Regions from separate parts of the Sus scrofa genome. Here region 2 is linked to region 1. A link is a contact called in public HiChIP or PLAC-seq data. All regions are on one chromosome and are shown on one strand. Each heading gives the region's core, a stretch centred on a gene start, on an enhancer-like site or on the middle of the called end of the contact. The rest is flanking DNA. Distances are from core to core; before and after follow the strand shown.

Evidence for each region. HiChIP or PLAC-seq counts read pairs in DNA pulled down with a chosen protein or histone mark.
Region 2: a contact with region 1 is called in an H3K27ac HiChIP or PLAC-seq map of skeletal muscle. The contact joins the promoter of ANXA6 here to the promoter of CCDC69 in region 1. A contact is called at or near these places in 1 of 5 promoter capture datasets (fetal skeletal muscle), 3 of 47 Hi-C or Micro-C datasets (embryonic fibroblasts, fetal skeletal muscle and heart right ventricle) and 1 of 2 datasets of contacts at active chromatin or transcription factors (skeletal muscle).

The regions. Positions count from the first base shown.
Region 1 is chr16:71,774,564-71,781,757 of Sscrofa11.1, forward strand. CCDC69 (coiled-coil domain-containing protein 69) reads left to right here and starts at 3,673. Exons shown (of 11, transcript XM_021077105.1): 1 at 3,673-4,046. The coding sequence starts at 3,999.
Region 2 is chr16:71,854,010-71,861,203 of Sscrofa11.1, forward strand. It overlaps ANXA6 (annexin A6), which reads left to right and starts at 3,220. Exons shown (of 27, transcript XM_005672613.3): 1 at 3,220-3,375.

The sequences.
Region 1 (7,194 bases), core at 2,423-4,922:
AGATTTTAACTAATTTTTGTTTGTTTGATTGTTTGTTTAAGGGCCACACTCACAGCATATGGAAGTTCCCAGGCTAGGGATCAAATCAGAGCTATACCTGCCAGCCTACACCACAGCCACAGCAACTCGGGATTTGAGTTGTGTCTGTGACCTACTCCATAGCTCATGCAATGCCAGATCCTTGACCCACTAAGTGAGGCCAGGGATTGAACCCGCATCCTCATAGACATCAGTTGGATTCATTTCCGCTGCACCACAGTGGGAACTCCCAGATTATAACTAATTTAAGATAAGAACTGCGTCCTCATTCTGCCTTGCCCATAGGGTAGCCAATAATCCCAATGTCCCTAGAACCAAGGAGTTTCCGAGGTCGTTAGTCATCCTGGTTGCCCAAGAAATGGGCACATCATTGTACCTGCTTATTGATTGCTAATTATGGTAGGCATTTCCGCCATTCACAAGTATTTCTGGTTCTCTCCTGGGCACAAAGTGTATTTCCCCATCCTCTTGAAGTCAGCCATGACCATGGGACTTGCTTTAGTCAACAAAATGCGAGTGGACTTGATATGTGTCTCTCCTGAGTGGAAGGACTTAAGACTCTAGGCACCATTCTCAGTACCTGCCTTCTTTTGTCCTGGCAGCCCCTGAAGTCATGGCATGGGTATGGCTGCATCACAGGATGGTGTCAGTGTCTCTGTGAAGCTGAGCCCTCTGCCTCCCCATGCTGGGCATGTGCTATGAGCAAAACTTAGCTTCACTCATGATAAGTTGCTGAGATTTGTATTCATCACTGCAGCAAAACCTAACTGAACCTGACTAGCACATCAACCACCCCAAATCTCATTAGCAACTTGTTCAAACTCAAGTTCCTACCAGAAGCTCTTTCGGGGTTTCCCTCTGTCGGAAACTTCAAAGCACATAACTGAAAAGCCAGTTGAGAGGAAGTAGGCAATCTGATCCTGGTCTCCCAGGAAGCTTAAAGATGCTGAAGGCAAGCGCTCCTGAGAACAGAGGCTTGGGGAACAGAATTGGCCTCCCTGATTGCTACCTACCAGTCCAAGTTATTCATTTCAACTGTTGACATTAAGATTCAAGATCAGTGTAGAAAGTTCAGTTCTTTGATGTTCAGATGAGAAACTCTCCAAAAGGAGAAACAACAGGTTCAGACCACACAGGGCGTTACTGGTGTGATCCCCCCACCCCCCAATTTTTGGCCCTGTTTGCTCTTTACGTTGCTTTTCTAGGTAGTTCATTCATAACCACTGTCTATTTCTTTGAGTTTTCACATACCCACTTTTTTTTTGTCTTTTTGCTATTTCTTGGGCCGCTCCCTCGGCATATGGAGGTTCCCAGGCTAGGGGTCAAATCGGAGCTGTAGCCACCGGCCTATACCACAGCCACAGCAACATGGGATCCGAGCTGCGTCTGAGACCTACACCACAGCTCACGGCAACACCGGATCCTTAACCCACTGAGCAAGGCCAGGGACCGAACCCTCAACCTCATGCTCCTAGTTGGATTCGTTAACCACTGCGCCACGACGGGAACTCCTCACATACCCACTTGATGGTGAAAAACTTGTCTCAATCTCATACCTGGGTTTAAAAACATATTTTTTGAAAACTTTTTCTTATTACAACAGTCATTTTCTTATCAGTAATAAGCATATACTCATGTTGTAAAGATAAGAAAATGAATAGCTTTAAATATCCCAAATCTCACCCTCATCTAGAGGTAATCACTATGCACACTTTTTTAAGATAAGGATGAATTTGTTACCTTTTATAACATTTTAAAACTTCATCCTCATCATTATTTTTATTGGTGACATGACATTCTATTTTTATGGATAAATCATAATTAACTTAAGCTTCTTTTCTTGGATATTTATGTTCTGGTTATTTGCTTGTTGGTTGGTTGGGGTTTTTAGTAAATCATGAGCTCTAGTTCATAATCATTTTAATTTTTTTTTTCTTTTTAGGGCCACACCTGCTGCATATGAAAGTTCCCTGGCTAGGGGTCAAATGGGAGCTGCAGCTAAGGCCTAGGACCCAAGCCATAGCTCGTGGCAACTCGGGATCCTTAACCCACTGAGCAAGGCCAGGGATTGAACCTGCATACCCACAGATACTAGTTGGGTTCTTAACCTGATGAGCCACAATGGAAACTCCGTAATCATTATAATTTAAGTAGACCTCTTTCTTCATTACCCATTCAGCCCATCCTGCAGAGGTGCTTCTCCAACTTGAATATGCTCAGGACTTGGGAAGCTGGATAATCTTGATCCCCTTCCTCAGAGTTTAGGATCCATAGGTCTGGGTGGGATCTGAGCATCTGTGTTTCTTTCCTCTTTTCTCTTTTCTTTGGCCAGGCCCATGGCATATGGTAATTCCCAGACCTGGGACTGAACCCAAGCCACAGCAGTGATAATGCCCAGTCCTTAACCATTAGGCCACCAGGAAACTCCCCGAGTTTGTATTTCTTTTGTTGTTGTTTTCATTTGAAAAGTTTATTGGCGTCTAGTTGATTTACAATGTTGTTATAATTTCCGCTGTACAAGGAAGAGATGCGGTTATCCACGTATACTCTTCCAGTCTCTTTCAGACTCTTTTCCCACAGACGATCACAGAAGATCGGGTAGAGGTCTCCATGCTATACCGCACGTCCCCATTTGCCAGTCATTCCATATACCTCAGTGTGCCTGTGCCCATCCCAAACCACCAGTCCATCCCCCCTCCCCTACCCCGACACCTGTCTCCTTTGGGAACCGTAAGTTTTTCAAAGTCTGTGAGTCTGTTTCTGTTCTGCAAATAAATGCATTTGCATCCTTTTTTTTTAGATTCCACAGATAAGTGATACCATATGCTGTTTGTCTTTCAACTGTCTGACTAACTTCACTTCGTGTGGTAGTCTCTACGTCTAACTGCTGCTGCTTTGGGGAATCATACTTTGTAAACCACCGCCTTACACGACTCTTCTTTCCAAGAACCCAATATTGCCCGTGTCCTCAGGTTCCTTTCTTTGAACCTGCTGCAACCGGTCTTCTACTCTGGGGAGGGGGAAGTTCTTTTGCGATCTCACATTCTTTTTCCATCCATCACCGTACATCCCTTGCATCAGTCCACCTTTCCAGGGTCTCTGGGCTGTGTATAAGTTTCTAGCATACGCACTCACACTAATTTTCAAAGTTAGGTGTCTTTTTTCTGATTGCCACTGCTGGAAACCTCTGCTAGTTTAAAAAAAAAAAAAAGCAAGGGTACACAAAAGTTCTTTTTCCCGGGCACTGATATTTATGTCCTGTTCTCCCTGCATCTGCCTCACAAAGTTGGATAGATAGAATATTACAAATGCTTGTGAACTGGAAAGAGCTATAGACCCAGAAGTGAGGAGGCATTACAATTAAACTTCACAGTCTTATGTATTTGTAGGGAAGTAGTTGGAAGCTTAGGTTCTGGACATAGAACTGGATTTTATCTAGGCTCTGGTACTTCCTAGCTGCAGGAGCTTAGGCAAATCCTATCTCTGAGCCTCATTTTCCTCACCTGTAAAATGGAGGAAATCATACCTTTGCGGCAAAGAGAGCAAGAAATAGAAATAATGTGTGCGAAGAAGCCACGACAGAAACTCTCAATCAAGGCTAGCTGTTGTGTTTCTAAATAATTCTTTTAGTAGCAATTATCTGGCCTTTTCTCGGCAGCGAGCCTGGAAAGAATCCATTGTTCGTGGGGATCTTTTCCGCTCTGACCCGAGTCGCTATCATTTACGAAGATTCTGGTCACCTGCCTCAGGCGGCGCCCCTGCGAGCCCTGAGGGCTTCTCGGAGGCCCTGCTTTTCGGGTATTTACGGCGCGCGGCCGCCCCAGCTCCGGCTCAAGTCTGCGCTTCCAGGTTCAGTTTCAGGGTCTCGCCGACCGCGGAGCGGGCAGCCTGGCGCGGACCGCAAGGTTCTCTGGGGGCCCCGGAGTTGGGAAGCGGCGTCCGGGAGCCCCCGGAGGAGGATGGGCTGCGGACACAGCAGGCTGAGTTGCTGCAAACCCCCCAAAAAGGTAAAGGGCGCCGGCGGAGAAGTTTGTCTTCGGAGGGGAAGGGAGTACGGAACCGCTACGCCGAAGGGGACCCTCGGCTCCCTGGGTTCCCCAACTGCTAGAGGCCGGCACTGAGGGAGGTGGGGACGGCTCGGCCGGGCGGCGCGCTCTCTCTCCCGGCCCTGGACTGCGCTGCACGGGGCAGCGGAGTTTACAAACACGGCCCCAGGGCCCGGGAAAAGCAGCTCATTCCGGATGGCAGACTGGGAAAATGTTAGTGCCTATGGCAGGTGCCCTTTTCCTTGGTCGGTCGGAGCTGCTCGCTGTGTGGCCATGGACTTGTGACTTGACCCCTCTGGGCCTTCGGCTTTCCCACCATTAAGAAGCAGATTATGTCCAGGGCTGCCACACGCAGAGTGGTCCGTGGATTTATATCATGGGCATCACCTGGGACCTGTTAGAAATGCAGAATCTGGGGCTGTGCCCCGGGGGAGTTAAAATAGAACCTGCCTTTTAACAAGATGCCCAGGTGATTACAATAGGCTTTCAAGTTTGAGAAGTGCTGGTCTGAAGCCTCTTCAGGCCCCAGAGCCGGTGCATGTGGGCTGTCCTAGGGGTAGCTGGGAGGGGCCAACCAGGGAGGCGATCCACCGCGCAGCTCTTCCCCCCCCCCCCCCCCCCCCCACGGGGCCTCTGAGCTGGGTTAGGGCCCAGGAGACGCTACTCGCTACTCGGGTTTCTTGCAGTGGGACCAGCTGCCCCTTGGGGTCTGACAAGCCTCGAAGGTCAGAGCCTGGAACCAGAGGACAGCAAGAGGCACAGAGAGGGGAGGGGCTATCCTCAAGTTCTGAGCCTTCTTCCCACTGCCACCTGTCCTCCAGCCAGGTGGGAGGAGGTGGTCTATAAACTTGGCGATCCATCCCCTGGAGACCCTGACAGACCCCACATGGTGACACTATTTAGTAGCTGCTCATTGAACTTGAGTCTCTCTCTCGCCTGCTTTGCTTGTGCCCAAGCACAAGCTTTTCTATCACTGTCCCCAACCCCAGTGATCCTGTTCCCTGCCCTGTGCCTGTTTCAGGGAGAAGAGTTTTTGTCCCAAGGACAGCACCTCCCCTGCCTTCCTTTTTACTCCCAGTTCAAAAAAACAACCCCTCAGAGCTCTGACCCAGAAACCCTCATATCTTCTCTGGCTCCAACAGGGAAACTGAGGTTGGCCTTCAGCAGCAGAAGCAGAGGGCTGGCTATTGGGAGCAAGAGCAGATCAACCTGAGCCTGGCTTGAGACTTAGAACCAGGCTGGTGTCAGGTGGACATTGAGCCTCAGTGTTGATCCTGGTTCTGCCACAAACATGTTGTGTGACCCCCAAGGAAGCCCCCGTGCTCTCTGGGCCTCCGTTTCTCCCTCTAACTGCAGAGGGAGAGAGGTGAGCGGGATGGCTTCTGAGAGTCTGTGTTTTCTGCCCCTGTGTCAACCTCTCAGCCTGCAAAGTGGGCCAAGGGTGAGTTCCATCTACACGGTGGCGGGAGGAGGCTGGAGGAGGAGCCCTATTCCAGGCCTTGACTCTTAGTCTGGAAGAGGAGACCCCAGCGAGCGTGGGTTCCCCTGCCTCCTGGACCTTGCCAGCTGTCCCTGTCTGTCCCCGGCCCAGCCTGAATTGGACCCCCTGTCCTAAGCTGTAAAGGGCATAAAGCCGGCCCAGGCGATCCCAGTGGGAAAGGGCCTTGGGTACCACCTGGGCTGAAGCCTGGAGAAAGACCCGTGTTGCCTCTGCCCCATGTGATGCTTCCAGTGGCTTCATGTGGCTCCCAAAGCCCTTTGGCATTAAAGCCGCCACCCTCTTGCCTGGGAACAGCCTGGCTTGTCTTCCTCCTCCAGTAGTGCCAGGCCTGTGCCCCTGCGTGGCAGGATTTATAAGCCAGTTTTGTTTAAAGTTCATGCCTGTTGCCATCCCTCTGTGCTGTGCTCCTGCTCTATTTATCATCCCGGTGCTACCCCCTCCCCCAGAAGGCATGAGCTTCCAGGCTCATCCCCCACCCGCCCTCGCAGGCTCTCAGCCCCTTGGGGGCAGGGGGCCTCTGAGGATGGGTGGTACAAAAATGAGCTCGGATCGCTGGAGGCTCAGGTCACGACAACAATGACTCACCCTAAGTGGCAGTTGACAGAGTACTTTCACATCCTGCCTGCCTCACAAAAGCCTGGCTGAGCTGCAGAATCTTCCCCATGTTACAGGTGAGGAGCCTGAGGTTCAGGAGGGAGTGCTGTGTGCCCAGTCACAGAGCCAGTTGGTGGCCAAGCTGCAGAGAGCATCCCCCACCCCTGCACACACACACGTGCGCACACACAGCATCGCCCCCACCTCCCGCCCAGGCCTCACTGCCCCTCCAGAGCCCAGAGCTGGTGCCACATAAATCTTTGAGTGACTAAATGAGGGCCACGTAAGAGCCAGGCTAGGGGTTAGCCCAGGGTGTGGCTTGAGTATCTGATTCCCATCTCGAGAGCTACAGGAAGGCTTCTGGGTTGAAGGGCCGGCAGGCCTCGGCTGGGTGTTGAAGGTTGGGTAGGGAGTTACCCAGTTGAAACAGAGAAGACGGCCTGAATGGAGGCTGAGCCCTAGAAAGCGTGGGGTGACATTGCTTATTGTAGAGAGAGGAGTTGGCCAGCAGTGAGAAATGAGGCCGGGGCTTTAGGGGACTTCCCTGGCTTGACTGCTGGAACTTCTCGAGATCCCACCAAGGGCAAGCACCTGAGGGTTTGCTGAGTCCTGGGGTTGACAGTGCCTGGTGGCCTTAGCTGACCAGCTGTTCTAGACCCCACTGAGAGGCCTGACCTGGGGCCAAGTGTTATTGAGATCTTTGGGGACAAGTTGAAATCCTGGGGGGTGATCCCGCTGTGGCCCAGTGGGTTAAGAATCCAACTAGAGTGGCTTGCGTTGCTGCAGAGGTACGAGTTTGATCCCTGGCCTAGGCAGTGTGTTAAAGGGTCTGGCATTGCCTCAGCTGTGGTGTAGTCACAGCAGTAGCTTGGATTCATTCTGTCCCTGGCCCAGGAACTTCCATATGCCCAGGGTACAGCGAAAAAGAAAGACAAAAGAAATTCTGGTTTAAAAAAAAAAAAAAAAAAAAAAAAAGAATGGAGATCGCTGGCAGGCTGGGCAAGATATTGAGGT
Region 2 (7,194 bases), core at 1,970-4,469, 79 kb after region 1:
AACCCACCGAGCAAGGGCAGGGACCGAACCCGCAACCTCATGGTTCCTAGTTGGATTCGTTAACCACTGCGCCACGACGGGAACTCCTCTTTTTTGCCTTTAGACCTTGAAGCTCCAGTTCCTTGTGTCTCCCACCTCCCAGCCCCCACACCCACCCTTTCCTCTCCCTCTTGCTCGCTTGACTCTAGCCCCACTGGCCTCCTCGCTGGTCCCCTCACACTCCAGGCTGGCTCCTGCCCTGGAGCAAGCGCTCCAGATGTTTCCTTTGCCAGGAACCCTCTGCCGACAGATCTCTAATCGGCTCTGCTACCTTCCTCATCTTCTCTCCACGCTTGCTCAATCTCACCCTCTCTTCGAGGCCTCCATCAAACACCCTGCAGAACACTGCAACTTCCTCTGCCATCCTGGCACATCTTCCACCTGCTCTTTCTTCTTTTTGGTCCATCGCCCTTGTCACCAACTAACATACTGTTGCATTTGCCTAGTGCGTGTCTATCTCCTCTGTGCTGGAATGAGGGCAGAAGTCATCATTTTCTTTGCTGATAAATCTCCTGAAACAGTGCCTGATTCAGAGTAGGTGCTGGAGAAATATTGATTAACGAATTGTGAGGTCACATGTGACCTTGCAACTACAGCACTTACAACAGTGCCTGGCTCATACAAAAGGCTCCGTAAAGAGCAGTCACTATTTTTTTTTTTCTTTTAGGGCCACACCTGCAGCATATAGAAGTTCCAAGGCTAAGGGTCAAATCAGAGCTGTAGCTGCCTGCCCACACCACAGCCATAGCCACAGTAACGTGGAATCCAAGCCGCATCTGCGACCTACACCACAGCTCATGGAAACCCCCAATCCTTAACCCACTGAGCGAGGCCAGGGATCGAACCCACAACCTTGTGGTTCCTGGTTGGGCTCGTTAACCACTGAGCCATGACAGGAACTCCCCAGCAGTAACTATTGTGATGCTGGAGGAGACCCCACCTCCATCCTCATTGGGGCTAGTCTCTTCATATTCCATCTTAGAAGGTGTTGCTTCTGAAGCCCAGCGGGACCCTATGCGGCTCCTGGGTATAAATCCTGTGTCCCCTGGGCTTCATTCAGCCTCCTGGACCTTCTCTGAGTTCCAAGGGACAGCTTCAAACAGTTGCTAATGAAGGAAGGGAAAGAATGCGGAAACACGAAAGAAGAAACAAGGCAGGTCCTGGTTCCTCCTAAAGGCATGCATACAACCATATCTTTGGCGGAGGAAAGATGGCAGCTTCTGGCTGAGGGCAAGATTCCTGGAGCACTGCCCGGTTCGCTCACCACCCACCAGTCAGAAGAAAGTCACACACTTTGCGGCCCTAATCCCAAATTTTGCCTATAAAAATTTCTACCCCCAAACCTTCAGGATGTTCAGGGGGTTTGAGCACCTACCACCCGTTCTCCTGGCTTGGCCCTGGAATGAATTCTCTACTCCAGACTCCGACAGTTCAGTTTGTTTGGCCTCACTGTGTGCTGGGCACACACACTTGTGTTGGCTCACACTTCTCCTAACAGCGGACCTGTTTATTTATTTTAACCACTCGGGAAATTATTTTAATTTCTTCTTTGTCTCCTACCAGATTCCATTCATCTTTTGGTCACAGCACCACTCTCTCCAGAGGTCTAGGTTAGGCTGGGTGTATCTGCTATGGACATCCTAGCACTGTCAGGGGGACCACTGACAGAAACCGCCCACCTTGGCTGGGCTCAATGATAGCTGCTTGCGTGAGCTGTCTTCACAACAGGAGGCCCTGATAAGGTGCTGCCCTGAGGACTAACTGGGAGGATTAGAGAGGGGCCCCTAGGAGGGAGACCACCCATCTCCCTGGAATGCAGGGCACTGGAATCCATCTTGGCTGAGGGGTGCTTGTGCTGCCAAAAGGACCCTGAGCCAGACCAATGGGGGCCAAGCAAAACAACTGGCCAGAGACAACCTGGAAACTAACCCCATTCCCAAGAAACCTGAGCCTGTGAGCATGTGGCAGAGCAGTTCTCCTGGGTTCCCTCGGCCTGCTGCTCTCTGCCTCGGTGCTCCTTCCCAGTAAAGTCTTGCTTTGTCAGCACAGGTGTCTCCTCGGACAAGTCATTTCCAAGTGTAGATAAGAGCCCATTCTAGGGCCCTGAAAGCAGTTTATAGTTTCCAGATTACAACTGCCTAAACCTACTGTAACAAGACCTAACCATCTGTCTTCCATGAGCGGGAAGCTCCGTGAAGGTGGGTCAGGGCCTCATTTCTCATTTGCCCACTTCAATCTCCCAGCTCAGTGCCCAGAAGACAGAGGGTACTCAATACACATTGGAGGAACATACAGTCAAAAGAACGCACTTCTGTATCAGGTTCCCTTGTGGAGTTCTCTGAACTCGGCCAGACTGAGGACAACATTGGAAGAAGCTTTGTCTATCCCTATCTTTGGTGGAGTAAATTGAAAAGTAGAGCATCTAGGCATCTTGCCCGTGAAGATTCATCACCCAAGTGGCAGCCCAGGACGGCCGACTTTTCACCAAAGCAGAATTTCTAAGCAGTGGGTGGGTAGGAAGCCTAAGGACCTTAACTGCAGGCTCACCTCTCCAGCAAGACTTTACAAACCCCCTTCAAGACATTGTCACTTTCCTCCAAATTCCCAAAGTGCCTATCACTTTTTAAAATTATTCTGTGGGTTTCCCCACAGCCCTGGATTGTAATTGCTGGTCTGTCTCTCTTTCCTCTGGACTACGGGCACGCCCCAGAATCAAGCTAGAGCAAGGGCCTCTCTGGTCACCCAGCCTAAGTTCGAATCCCGGCTCCACAACGTACTAGCTGTGTGACCTTGGTTTTAAAACTGGACTTCTCTGGGCTCTCCTGGGAAGTGGGTAAGTAATGCCACAGACCCGGTGGAGCTATTGACGGACAGAATCTGAGCAGGCATGGTAAGCACTTGGCCTTATTGTGTTAAGCCTCAAAGTTCTGTTTCTCAACAAAGCTTTGGCAATCCATAAGATCTAGGAGTCAGCAGCGTTGACTCCTAGCCCCGAAGGCCAGGCGACCTTGGCCAAATCCCTCCCCTCTAGTGTCCGCACCCAGACGGAGGATCTCCAGGCACCGACCCCCACCCCCACCCCCACCCCGCGGCGGGTGACATTCTAAGATTCCAGGAGCGAAGGAACTTGGGGGGTGGGGGGAGGGCGGAGGCGGGGCGAGCCGGATTGGCCCCCGCGCGCCACGTGTCCGGCCCGGGCGCTGAGGACTGTCCTCCCGGCCCGCCCCTGCGCTGCGGCGGCTGCTGCTCTGCTAACGGGCTCTGACCCAGCGAGCTCCGCGTCCGCGCGTCCTTCTGCCCCTCTGTCGGTCCCCTGCGGGAGGCCTCCGCCACGCGGTAAGCGGGTTGAGGCTGGCGATGGGAGTCGCTGCACGGGACCCCCTCCCTCCTCCGGGGGGCTGCAGGGACGCGGGGGCGAGCCGTAAACGCGCAGTCATGCTGACCCACGCCAGCCAGCGACGGCTCCGGGGAGGGGCGCGGGAGGTGGGGGCCGCGGGGACCCGGAGCCCAGGGCGCGGTAGCCGGAGAGGGTCGCGGGCAGGGCGCGTCTGGGGCAGCGCCGCGTAGCGCATCTTCCCTGCAGCGAGCAGGCGGGGAAGCGGAGGCGGTCGGCGCGGGGGCTGCGGGAGGAGGGGAGGGAGGGGAGGGCTGGCGCTGCGGAGGATGTGGTGAGGGGCTGGGGGCACCTGGGCCGAGGCCACGCGGGCTGCTGGCCCTGCTTTGCGGGACTGGAGAGACTTTGGAGGCCCGGGATTGGAGGCAGCTGGACCTGGGGGGAAGAGGGGTCTAAGGGCCCGCAGGAAAGGGTGTGGCCGAAGCTGAGGACTGAGGGCCGGAAGAGTCAGACCCCGGGGCTGCACCCGAAATGGCTTGTGTGTGGCGCTGGGAGAGGGCTCTCTGTGTGCCAACGGATGAGGGACCGGCTGTCCACACCTCAGGTCCGCGATGGACCCCTCCCGCCCTCTCGGGGCCACGCTTTGCCACTAAAGGGGACTCCTAGTGGCGCTCCAGGGACCTTGTGATGGGCCAGAGGCCCCACCCTTCGCTCTGCTCCCCATCAGCGCCTTTTCTGCCTTTCTAGAGCTTGGGGGGCTTCAGATGACTTCGCAGAGACTCGTGTGGGAGTGGAATACCCTGGATCCCAATACCAGCTCCAGCAACAACGGGGCAGTGTCATCTTAATCTGTAGCTTTCCCTTTCTGAGCCTCAGTTTCCTTCTCCAAGCCCAGAGCTGATAAACCTGACACCCCCACCCCCACCTCCACCCCCGACAATGGCTGTGAGAATTGATTTATTTGTCAGCTGCGAGCGAGGATTGCAGATTTGGGACGTCCTGATTGCAGGCTTGGACGGCCGGGCCCATCTCGGCAGGCCCTGCGAGGGGAGGGGGCCGGGATCTTTGGGGAGGACCGTCCACCTTTTGCTTCCTCCCTCCCCTTCTTTTCTCAAAATGCTGGTGGGTTTACCCATCAATTCCAAATTTGGCGAAAAGGCTCCCGGCTTTGTGAGAGAACTCTGGTTTCCCTAGGCCGCCTTTTTTCCTCACTTCCCCTTCCTCCCCCTACCCAAAGCACACCTTAAATGGCCGGCCCCACTGACCCAGGAAGACCTGCTTGGCCTTCCCTTTGGAGGTCAGCGACCTGCCCAGCTTCAGCTCCCATGGACCCTGCCCTTCTGGCTGGCAGGCTCTGCCCCCGTGCAGGGGGCATTGGCCTGGGGGGGGGGGATCAGTGGAAGGCTGGGTCACAGCTCCAAGGGCCAGGGGTCCTTGAGTAAACTCTCTCTTTTTCTTTGCCTTGGTTCTCCTTCTGTAGCAAAGTCTGCTGAACTGGGGGCCACTTCCAGGGCTGGCATTCTAGGATTCAGCTGTTCCGAGATTTAGGATTGTGGGAGTAGGGTGGGGCAGAGGCCTCTGTCCCCCTCTGCAGCTGGGACAGTCACTCACCCATCTTTCTTTGCCTTCGCTCTTTGTTCCCAAGGCGCAGGCTGCTGGGAGACAGAAAATATTTCCGTTTCTGGGAAGGGGCCACAGCTGGGGCAGACTTTGGATGCCAGGGTGCAGAGGAGGGAGCTGCCCCTCAGAAGTCGGGGCCCTGGCTTCTTAAGGCTTATTCCTGGTCCGGGGTTGGGGAGCTCTGCAGTGTTGGGTAGCTGCCAGCGTCTGGAACATCTGCACTGCAGCACCCAGATGCAGCCCTGGGCCACGAGGCTCCAGCCACACCCAGTCCTAGCCTCTGCTCTGCCACTAACCAGCTGGGGCCCTGGGCACACTCTTACCCCCTGGGCTATAGTGCCTTCCTCTCTAGAGGGGTAAGAGCTGTGCCCAGGGCATCCAGCTGGCAACATGGGGCTGCCTGGCTCTTCTTATTGTATCATCCTAGGATGTTCTGGGGAGGTCCAGCCCCACCCCACCCAGCCCTTCCAAGATGCTTCCTGGGTGGGGACAAGGCTCAGGGTGTGGTCTCTCCCCTGATTTTTGAGCAGAGCATGCATGCGCCTCAACGGAAGAGAGGAAGCCTTGAGTGGGGGTGCCCTTATCTTTTTAAACTTCTTGGTTTGGAATCCAGCCACACTCACTTTCCTCCTGGGGTTGAGAAGCCTCCCCAGAGATGGCTAGGAAGGAATACCTGGCCTGGGGGTTTTGAGCTTCAGATTCCCCCATCTGTAAAACAAGGATGAGGCTGAAATCCACCCTCATGAGACTGTAAGATGGCAGATGTGAAAAAGGTGCCTTGAAAACTGTCCGAGCGCCCTGCCCAGAGCATCAAGTGCTACTGTTGTAACCTCAGAAGGGTGTGGTGCTTGCGAAGGCAGGTGACCCGGGCCTAAGGTTCCTCCTTGACAAAACAGGTGTGCCGGTAAATGATAAAAAAAAAAAAATGATAATTTTTTGGAGTTCCTGTCGTGGCTCAGTGGTTAACGAATCTGACTAGAAACCATGAGGTTGAGGGTTTGATCCCTGACCTGGCTCAGTGGGTTAAGGATCCGGCGTTGCCATGAGCTGTGGTATAGGTCACAGATGCGGCTTGGATCCCGAGTTGCTGTGGCGTAGATGGGTGGCTACAGCTCCGATTCGACCCCCAGCCTGGGAACCGCCATATGCTGCGGGTGTGGCCCTAAAAAAAAAAAGAAGAAAAAGGTAGTAACTTTCATCATTTATTGAACCCTTCTAAGTTACCAGGCCTGGATATGATAGGTGCCGTTACCACGCCCATTTCACAGATGTGGAAACGCAGCCCTCCAAAGTAGAGGGAAGAGAGAAACTCACATTTACACAATGTGTCCTGTGTGCGAGGGTGGCATCTAAGCACTAGATAGGTCTCAATTTTTTTTATGCACACCACAGCTCCTCTGAGGTAGGCACTATTTTTATCCCCCATTTTACATATGAGGTTAAGTACATGCTCAAGGCCATGTAACCAGCAGGTCAAACTTCCATCTCAAGCAGTCTGGCCACCACCTCTGTACTGGGGGACACGACACTGCAGTTTCCCACAAAAGTGATCTGAGCTGGGATTCCTAGCCAGCCAATGCCAGTTCCAAACCCAGGGCAGCCAGAAGAGCTCCTAGGGCCTCATCCAGCTGGGGATCAATAGTTCCGGTCAGGAGAAGAAAGACTGCTCTCTAAGAAACCCGAGTGCCGGGAGCTGGGGGATGTGCCCGGGCGCTGGGCCAGGAATGGCATTCACTCTGGCTTCATTAAACACAGGTCCTGGCGGGGGCCGGAGGGGCTGGTCCTGGGTGTCTTCCTGCAGATGCAGCAGGGCGGAGGGGAGCCTTTGGGAAAGGGAAAGATCTAGATGTGCTGGGCCAGGGGCCTCTGAAGTGGGGTAGACACATTCTGGGAGGCACTAAAGATGGTTTTTCTCGGGGTACAGGAAGCAACTGTTAGGCTTCGTATGTGTGCTTTGAGTCTCATGCTTAAAAAGGCTTTATCATGATGAATGATATTTTTTTTTCTTTTGTTACTGGTGGCGTATGGGATCAAAAAACCTCACAGCTCATGGCACAAAATTTGTCAGCTTGGTTGGTGGGGGCAGGAGACTCATCTGTCTCCTTGTCTGCTCTACCCCCAGCCCCCACCCAGTGGGCATGCAGGAGGCACTTAATAACTATGTTTTGAAAAATGGGCACCTGCTTCGTCACAACTTTTCT